Linked DNA regions of Triticum aestivum: all the other regions are linked to region 2. A link is a contact called in public Hi-C data. All regions are on one chromosome and are shown on one strand. The core of a region is the stretch at or near the end of the contact, and the rest is flanking DNA. Distances in the headings are between cores, read along the strand shown.

Evidence for each region. A called contact is a pair of places that touch in the nucleus more often than the background predicts.
Region 1: a contact with region 2 is called in a Hi-C map of leaf, with 7 times the contacts expected there. The contact joins the promoter of LOC123158866 here to the promoter of LOC123162898 in region 2. A contact is called at or near these places in 2 of 5 Hi-C or Micro-C datasets (both in leaf).
Region 3: a Hi-C map of leaf shows a contact between it and region 2, with 2.8 times the contacts expected there. The contact joins the promoter of LOC123157310 here to the promoter of LOC123162898 in region 2. A contact is called at or near these places in 2 of 5 Hi-C or Micro-C datasets (both in leaf).

What each region holds. Positions count from the first base shown.
Region 1 is chr7B:230,626,755-230,630,124 of IWGSC CS RefSeq v2.1, forward strand. It overlaps LOC123158866 (transmembrane emp24 domain-containing protein p24beta2), which reads right to left and starts at 1,955. Exons shown (of 5, transcript XM_044576689.1): 1 at 1,763-1,955; 2 at 1,089-1,340. The coding sequence starts at 1,298.
Region 2 is chr7B:230,371,235-230,374,496 of IWGSC CS RefSeq v2.1, forward strand. LOC123162898 (peroxidase 55) reads right to left here and starts at 1,738. Exons shown (of 3, transcript XM_044580653.1): 1 at 1,367-1,738. The coding sequence starts at 1,600.
Region 3 is chr7B:230,506,581-230,509,855 of IWGSC CS RefSeq v2.1, forward strand. LOC123157310 (non-specific lipid transfer protein GPI-anchored 1) reads right to left here and starts at 1,835. Exons shown (of 3, transcript XM_044575566.1): 1 at 1,310-1,835. The coding sequence starts at 1,649.

The sequences.
Region 1 (3,370 bases), core at 705-3,204, 260 kb after region 2:
GTGCGCAGGAGAAAACTAGTGTTGGTGTTCGTCCGTGGGGCCGGTCTAGTTCTCACATGGTAGCCAGACGTAGCGGCCTTATAATCGGTAGCCAGCACAGGGGTGTTGCAGAATGTTTGTTTGAGGAAAATAATATTAAAAAAAAACTATTAGCTCCCTTGGTCCATATTTCTGAGAGCAAGTGCACTATCAAGTATAATGTAGGGCTTCAAATTCCACAGGATCATGGCTCAAGTTGTAAGCCCCATACCACGATAATGTTAATTTCCATCCAATCACTAGACCAATCGTGATGTTAATAATCACTTCCTCCGTCCGGAATTACTTGTCGCTCAAACGGATGTATCTAGATGTATTTTAGTGCTAGATACATCCGTTTGAGCGACAAGTAATTCCGGGCAGAGGGAGTACCATCCAACCAATGGGCCATCAATATCTTAATATCTGTTATATCCATTCCCTGTGATAAAACCCTTCTAACATAACTTAGTTTCGTGCATCATTGTTTATAAAGCAGTAAGGCAACCTAAGGCGAGCACAAACCGCCCTAACACCTAAGGCGCATGCCTAAGCACCTAGCGCGAGCATAATTACCGCCTAAGAGTCACCTAAGAGTCCAAGGTGGGACGCCTTATAAATAACGCCGTGCATGTTTTCATTGAACAATTAGTTCTTCCTCGCACGTTATTCCTTCATTATTTCTAATAATGATTGCCATAGTTAGTAGTCTGCATCCTAATTCAAGAAGGTGTTCAAAGCTTACAAATTATACATGAATGACTAAAAGGCGCTACAATCAAAACTGATTTGAAATCAAAAAATTAAGGTAGTACTTCAAATACCAACACATCATATACTTGATAATATTACTAGTTTTTTGTCCGCGTCTCTAGAATAGAAAGTATAGCATGGATTCACACAAAATAAATGGCAAAATAGTTGTGACACTATACCAGCAGAACAAACATTCTAGTAGACTGTGCCTTCCTTTGATACCCAATAATGCATCAAACATCTAAGTAACCATTGGATGATGCTTATTCTTGCGTGATTTACATATATATAAAAAAAGGGGGTTAAGTCCTTACCACAAGATCCACCCCATCCTCGCTATAATGCCACGGAGTGTCTGCCTTGATAACCACAAAGGATACATGAACAGTATCCCCCTCGTATTCCACGTTATGCGAGAAACACTCCTCCCTATCAATCACAAAGCGGATAGCGGCAGCGGGGTGCAAGAACGGCATGATGCAGAGGACCAAGACACAAGCCCTTGTCCAACTCAGCCCCTCCATCTTCTATCAGCAGAGGAGCAATAGCAGATTGTACAGAGCTTCCTGCAGAGAAATAATTCCAAAGTGTCAATTGATCTCAAAGAGTATCCACACAAGCATGCGTCGCGTTGATAGGGGTAAGCTTTTGAGATCCTGTGATGTCACAGAACGCCAAAATTCTACCACAACATGGTTGTTTAGATGGTCGAGCAAACAACAAGGCTAGATGGGTGTTTATTCTACGGGCGCATACGAAGGGGAGGGCGTGGTGGAACCGTACAAATTACTCATCAATTATCTTAACTTATGCTCTGGAATCATACAATGAAGGTGAGATAGATCAATCGATCGATTTCCAACCAGGGCTTGCCTGCCAAGACGTGAGAGTCTGGTTGGATCTGACCTCTGGAAGCTCATGATTCCCGTCCAGTAGGAAGAATTGGGGGAAAGAGCGTAAGAGGTGAAGAGGAGGAGGAGGAGCTTACTCAGTTACCGCCTGCAGGCGGCCGTCGGAGAAATCGCTGCTGGCGTCCGGCTCCGGTGATTCCAAGCGGCGCTCCCCTTCCCTTCTCGGCGGAGGAAGAAGTAGTCGATACTCAAGATGTCACGAAGAGCTGACTGACCTTGGGGAGAACGCGACCTTTCTCTTTCCGTGGTTTTTCTACTTCACTTTCCGCCGAGGGGCCTATTGACCGGGCGGGCCGCAGTCGGCCCATTATTAACCTCGCTGAGCCAGGGAGAGGCCTGCTGCCATCGGGCCAAAAAATGCGAGCCTCGCAACTCTAATCTAAACAATATGAGTCCGAAGCTTCTTTCGTAACTCCCATAATTTCTTCATAGTGGCTCCGTTTCATGCCTCATTTCATAGGGAAGCCCAAAATGGCTCTATTTCACTTCCTAGCACTTCCTATTATTTAATATCCATCCCTTTGGTCTTATTGACATAAGAGATGTCATTTATAGTCTATCTCTTTCTATATATGGAAAGTCAAGAAATTCTCATCGAAACATCGAGAAATTGTGCATATAGAAAACTCTAAAGAAAGAAAAAAAGAAGATCCATGCCATGATTTTCAAATCTTTTCTATTTAGTAGTATAAGTTTCTCGATATAATACTTAAATAGTTTATCCCCACTAACCTATTTCTCTTGACATGCAGCCTATCCACATCATCATTTTGCCACATCAGCTTTTTCACTCCTTTTTTTAGACAAATCTACTTTTTTTCCTTAGCACAAACGCCCAACCTTCTCTCCCGTAATGAACATGTGGAACCAACCGTCTGACCGAAGAATACCTAGCGATCACCTCCTTTCCATCTTCCCTAACCTATTATAGATAGCCCAACCGACACTCTTCCTTCTGTCTCTCAGATCACAAAAACCCACCGCCGCCGCGTCCTTATCCTCTCTCCAATTCGCCTCTTAAGATCCATCCATCTTGATCTCGTCTGTTGTTCACCTTCCGTGTGTTTTACGATTCCCGATCAGTTATCCTCTGGCTCCTCCGCTCCTTATTCTTCCTGTTGTACCAATCTCCCTTCACATGTCGCATTGGCTACATATCTCAGCCAGGATTGACTTGCTTCCATCGCCTGAACTGCATGGTGTCTAAACCAACGGGTATTTAGTTGGCACCAAGGAGCCATGGTGGTGGTGGCTAAGGTAGCTGGCTCACTGGGCATTCCCACCACCGTTAACTGCCTCAACAGGTTGCATCATCATCTGCATTGTCGACGCGGCCAACCAATCGGCACCCTCGATGGCGCCCTATTTTACAGCCATTGATGGGGTCATGTAGTGTGCAAGAGCCGGTGCAGATCAATGGGCGGCCTCCACCCTCTACCGGCGAACTGTAGCACAGATCGTTCATGGTGACGGGCAGCATGCAAGCGTTGCTGTAGATCGATTGTTGAAGCGGTAGGAAAGGTAACCAGAAGGTGCTCCATTTTTATTTTGGGATGTCGTCTTTCATCAGATATAGTAGATTCGTTGTGCCTCATCTCCCCCAATTAACACTACTTAGAAGTTAGAACCCTTTTGTTAATTAATTTCAAATACTGGATCCTTATGTTCTATTCTTATTGCGCAAA
Region 2 (3,262 bases), core at 488-2,987:
TCTGATAACTAGTAATTTTTAAGCATGGTGATTTTAATGTCTTTATGGCAAATTACATTATCCCCAAGATGACAATTTCCTTAGCAAGCATGACAAAATATTCATCCCCGCGACATTGCAATTTGCTATCTCGGGTGTTCGATTTGTCATGCTAACATCGCAAAAAAAAAATGGTCATGCTAAAAAAAAACTGACTTTCGATTTGTAGCGAAATTTATAGAAAAGGCTTATGTTGCATCCAAGTATAGGCAGGCTCCAAGTGGGTCCGACCCAACTGGTAGCTCCTGCATCCTACTATGTGTAGGTCAACCCAAAAAAGAAAAAGAAAATAAAGAATGCTAGAGCGGCACTAAACATCATTACGCGCACGACAGAGGCATCTCTTCGATCTTTATTCTTCACAGCTTTGAACAAGCTGAATGCTGTTCATAAAAAAAAAACTGAACTTGCCGCTTACTACTAGTTTCAGTATTTGAACCAACTCTGCTTCTTCAACACAAAAAAAAAAAACAATTTGTATTTGAACCAAAAAAAAAAACAAGAAGAATCACACTCTCTGAAGAAGAAGAAGAAGAAGAAGAAGAAGAAGAAGAAGAAGAAGAAGAAGAAGAAGAAGAAGAAGAAGAAGAGGGCGGCAAACGTAGAGCTGGGGTGATGATGATCTGCGGCGAACGCCGAACACGCCGAGGCCAGAGAGATCCATCCGACAGGGCGGGAATTTGATAATTCGGATAGCAGGTGAAAAGTCGCGCTGTCACATGCACGCATAGGCTGTCGCAACCGACGACCACGCGAGGCGATTGAGTTGTTCCTTCCACCTCCACCTCCCTAGCTCCAGCTGCCTCCTAAACGACGCAGCTGGCTAATTCCCCTTACTTTAACTAATCGCCTTTTTGTGCTGCTAATGTTTGATCTCAAAGAGAAAAAAAGCTCAATTTCATCAAGAGAAATCCTACTAATGAGAATTAGCGTGGGAAGAAGCCCTGCAAGCTAGCTACAACTGTAAAGGAGTGTCAACTTGCAGCTTTATCCTTTTTTTTAATAAAGAAAAGTGTGGAATCGCTGGCTTTATTCCAAATCCGAGCAGGCTGGAGAACAGTTTGGAGCTCACAAGACCTGCTGAATTGTTTTTTGGAAAATCAAGAAGAAACTGCTGGGGAATCATCAAAAGCCAACAGACGAATCAAATGCGCTCACCTCGCTCTAGTATCCTCTGTTTCGCCAGTAACCCCAATCCTCTCTAATTCATCAGATGCACGAACGATTTATAGCAGAATAAAGCAAGAACAAGGCGTCCAATGCAAGCTTAGCACATGTATCAGGTGTTTGATCCATGGGCCGATGAGCGGAGGGATGATGAACTCACATTGACGAGGCAGTCGTGGAAGAAGAGCCGGAGCACCGCCGGGATGGTCACGATCGTCTCGTTCTTCTTTCTGGTCACCTCCTTCAGCACGATGTCCTCCAGCTGCGGGCACGTCGTCTTGTAGTAGCCCGGCGACATGCCGCCGCCGTACGCCGCCTCGGTCAGTGAGGACAGCATTGCCGCGACCAGGGCCACCGCCGCCACGGCGCACACGCTTCTTCTCCGTTTCTCCATGAGTATGGGTCCGCCCTAAGCTGTAGTAGTGGTCGATGGAGGGGGAGGAGGCCGGCCTGTAGGGGGACACCGGACACGACGACCGGGGAGACGAAATGGAGAGACCGAGGCGGAGATAGCGGTGGTGGTGAGACCTGGAGAGAGGGCAATGCTTTATAGTGGTCCTAACCCGCTTCAGGATTTGGCCGGAATGCGGCTTAATTTCTGCTTTAAAGTTTCCACTGCCGACGACCTTGACAAAATTATTTTTTCACTGAAAAAGTAGAAATATTGAAAATATTGCTACATAATTTTGATTTTTATTCAACATGGTTCACAGCATAATCTTCAAATCGGTCTGCTCCCTCCTTGGCATAGCATAAACTTGGTCTCGTATGACTTTATTATTGCCAAGGTGTCGTATTTTTACGTTATTTCGTTTGTAATTGACATAATAAAAGCGTCTTTTACTGAAAAATATTTTCAAAAATAAAATAAACATTGGGCAATAGAATTTGGGACACTAACTTTAAAATTAGAACCAACATTTAAATGTATAGGGGTGGACAACTTTGCTCAATAAAAACTCCTTTGGCTTACATGTTCGGACGCAGTTCACCAAATCGCCCTACAAACCGTTCCCAAACTTAGGGAAGGTCCAACACGGATATCAAATGTCCATAGATAAGAAGATGTTTGAAATCCCATAAACCGTCCTCAATTGATGTTCATGGACACGTTTGAACGTGTTAACAATTGAGGATGTTTGTTTTGGTGACTCCCATTGAAGTTTCCCTAAGCTTCCGTATGCATATTTGCCTACGCTAAAGAAAATTTTGCATGTGGGGATTTCATATTGAAAGAGTTTGACAAATAAAATGACATTTGACAAACATGAAAAGAGTTATTAAAAAAAAGTAACCACGCCAATGCGCTCTCAGGGCCCGGCTCGAGCGAATCCTAGCCGCCACTCCCTCCACCTCCACTTCATGTCCCCGGCTGGGGTCAAAGAACGTTAGTGAGCAAAGCCTGTCGGCCATGGCAGCGGAGCGGCTGCTGATAACCCACAAGTGTAGGGATCTATCATAGTCTTTTTGATAAATAAGAGTATCGAATCTAACCAGGAGCGAAAAGATTTAATTAATAAAAACTAGTAAGAAATCAGTGTAAAAGCTGTAATGATTGATTGATGATTAGTGGATCACAAGAGAGATTGCAAGACAAATAGTAAGAGAAGTGCAGTACAGCAAGTGAACCCATTCTTAATTTTGACAAGGACAAGCCGATTGTTTTACTTATACGGATCAAATGGGTTTTGACGACGCATGAGAGTTTCCCCAAGTTACTTTCATCTAGTTTCATTGAGTTAACATTCATTGCTTTGATAATTTGTTGTGCGGTGAAACCTGAGATAATGTGTTTTTTTATTGGAACGTCAACATACTTATGATTTTATACACTATGCAAGCGATCCACAAACAAAACAATAATTACGACAACATCTAACCATAGCAATAAACTTTGGTGTTCCAACATCCCTTCATGCAACCGTTAATAAACTTAGGGTTTGGTAATTTTTGACACTCCAACCATCCACCATAGATAATAATAATCACACAATGCTCTCCTCTAGACCCATGAAGGTAAAGTGATATGTAGTCAATGTTCACAGATCTCCACTAT
Region 3 (3,275 bases), core at 585-3,084, 140 kb after region 2:
CACTTACGCATGCCTATGAGCTGCGATTTTGGTGCAAACGCAGGGTTTTACAAATGTAGGAATAGAAAACGCGCAAAATATAATCGAAAAGCAGGTGCGAAACAAAGGGTTGAAAACCACAAAAGTTCTATAGACTTGCATGTTTGATTCACATGAATAGCAAAACACAGGAATTCCACCATACATGATTAAATCAAAGTCAAACCAGACCGGTATAAATTCTAAAAAGAGATCCAAGTGAATTGTGAGATCAAATAAAAATTTCCTTCACTCCATTCCTCTGAAACAAAGGAATGAATAGTGCTTGCAAAGCTTTTATTTTTCTATTCTTGCGCTTTTCCTTTACTTTTCCTATGAATCAAACAAGCCTTAAAACGGTGCCATATCCCCATTTCATCACGATTGACTTCCTGACGCCAAGGGTCTCTACTTGCTTCAAAAACCATCGAATACAAGAGAGACACACTCATGCACGTGCTCATGTAGACCATAATATAGTGCATGTTTACACAAAACATTAACTGAAGATTTAGTTAGTTGAGATTGACGAAATCACAACTATTGTCTTGTTATTGACAAATACACCGAGTAAGTACGTATTTCACCAACCACTAAAAAAAGGCGCTTATGAAGGAAAAAATTAATATTATGAAATTAGAAAATATCTAAGAGCTCTACCTTCCAACGCTATACGCTAATAATGGACGCTAATCATACGCTAACTAAACGGTTTATGTGCCACGTGCCGAAAAAAGAAATGAAGGAAGCATCTGACGCGTCTTTTTGACGGCTCCAACTGCAATCGATTGGCACATCGATAGGAAAGCAATCCTGGTGCCTACCCAAGCGCCCCGCGTTCGAGTTGCCCTAAGAAGTTATACGTAAACTTGAGGTTTGATCTATGGTGAGCTAGGATACAACGACCTCCACACTAACCACTCTATAAGTATCAACACACGAAAAGTGTGTAACAGAAATATTTGTTTTTTTTTTCAAGAAAAGAGGGGAACGTCCTCAGCCTCTGCATCTAGTGTGTAGCAAAACTGTAGAATACTATCTTCTTCCCTTTTCCAAGTTTTTTTTCCTACTTGTTTTTACTTCCTTTTCTTTGCGAGGGCTCTTTTTACTTTCATATAAGAACCCAACTAATTAATCAAGTTAATGCCGAGTACTGTATATTGTGAGTGATGAGATCTCGAGATTCAAACGCATGAACAGCAGAACTAACGAGGCAAACAAATAAACTAATCAAACACAGAGGGGTCAATCGGAGCTAGGTGCCGTGTGACTAGCTGAGCAAGGTACTCACTGATGCAGAGGGAAACGTTGGCGTTGGGGAGCTTGCAGGCGGCGGGCTGGGCCAGGAGGCGGTCGAAGCGGAGGCCGAGCTGCTGCACGCCGTGGCTGCCGCTGTGCACCTGCTGGATGATGGAGCAGAGGCACTCGGGCCGCGACTTCTGCGTGTCCGCCGTGTCCTCGCAGCACTTGGCCGACGGCGTGTCCTCGTGCCCCGTCGCGTAGTCCATGCAGTCTGACAGCTTCTGCAGGTCCTCCTGGCACTTGGTCTGCAGCGCGTCCTGCGCCACCGTCGTCGACGCCGCCATCGACACGGCGAGCAGCACCGCCGCCAGCTGACACCACCGCGCCATCTCTCGGTCGATCGCCGGCTGGCTAGGTTAGATCCCTTCTTTCGTTTGGCTCCGCTTCGGTCTGTGCTCGGTTCTGAGCTGCTCTGCTTCTTGCTGGCTAGCTGTTGACGAGGAGGAGGAGGAGGAGGAGGAGAAGGCATGGTGTGGCCGGCCGGCGTTTATAGATAGCCATGATAGGAGACGTCGCAAGGGCATTCAAGTGGGCGGTGAAGGTTAGATGTGTTTGCATTTAAGACGGGAGTGGCAGGGGGCAGGGCTGGTCAGTACAGTTCTTGTGATGGTACGTACTCCTACCATACGTGGCCTGGCTTTGCTTTGGCTACGTATATACATACCCTGACAGGTCTCTCATGCTGAAAACTAGAGCTCTCGTTTTGTAAAATAAGAGCAAAAGCGAACCACATTTTAGCATCATGTGTACTGCTGCTCCGTTCGCTCCATATTAATTGACGCTATTTTAGTACAACAATAGACATTATAGCTGGATAAGATACCACTTCATCTTCATTCAAGAACTTATAAAAATATTGAGCTGTAACAAAATAGTGTATGTTATTATTGAGCGATAATGATAAATGGAACTCGGGATTCATGGAGCCTGAATTTTTAAACAATTCAATAATCATACTTCTGTATTTCTCAAAATCAGGAAAATGAACCCTAAATGGTGTGAATGGTCAATGCTTGATCAAATCACTTTCACTCTGGGGGTGTTGCTGGATGTAGACTGGCAGCACAACTTCAAATCCTTTTATGAATCAGTCAGGGTCAAGATCTCATGCAAGGATCACACTAAGATTTCAACAGAGAGGCTTTTTGGCATCAGAGGTAAAATCTACAAACTGTTGTTTGAAGTTGAGCCAACTGACAGTGATGAAGCTATAGCTGCAACCAACCCTTCAATGGATACCAGTACTTCTCTGGAAACAATGTCCAAAGATAGTGCCTCAAATGATGGGAGATCCCAGCATGGATCCAGGACTGGCTCTGATTCTGGCTCCCTTACTGGTACTGGTAACTCTACCCACAGAACTCAAGTCACAGGGCAACAACACTCCCATGAGGCCTCCACCCCAACCTCCATGCTGAGGAACCAGCTGCCTGAATCTCAGTACCTACCCAGGATACAAGCTCTTGAACAATTGCTCAATTCAGAGCAAGGTGACTCTGTAGGATTCAACCTGTTGAGGGAAATGGAACTGGTGGGGGAAGATGAGATTGAGACTGATGATGATGAGAATGAAGTTTTGGATGCCACCATTGAAAATAATCAACTTGGAGAGCAATATGAGATTGATTTCCCTGCCATGAACACTGCTGCTGACACCAAGAAGTGGGGCCATGTCCAAGCTGCCAGGACAAGTTCAAGGATTGCTGGTGACAAGAGGACCATCATGGAGAAAGCCCAGCAGCTCAAGGAAGTCCAGAACTCGGAGGTCCAGAAACCACATGGTAAGAATCAAAACTCTTTTAACATGTTTTATGATCCTGCTTTTCTCTCAGTTGCCACTAGCATTGGTGTAGAGGTTGATCCAAGACAAGAAACTAGTGTTTCCTCCTCACACACTATGGTGGAACTGAGCAAAAGTCAGACCATGACTGAAGGTCATGTGTCTGAACTTGCAA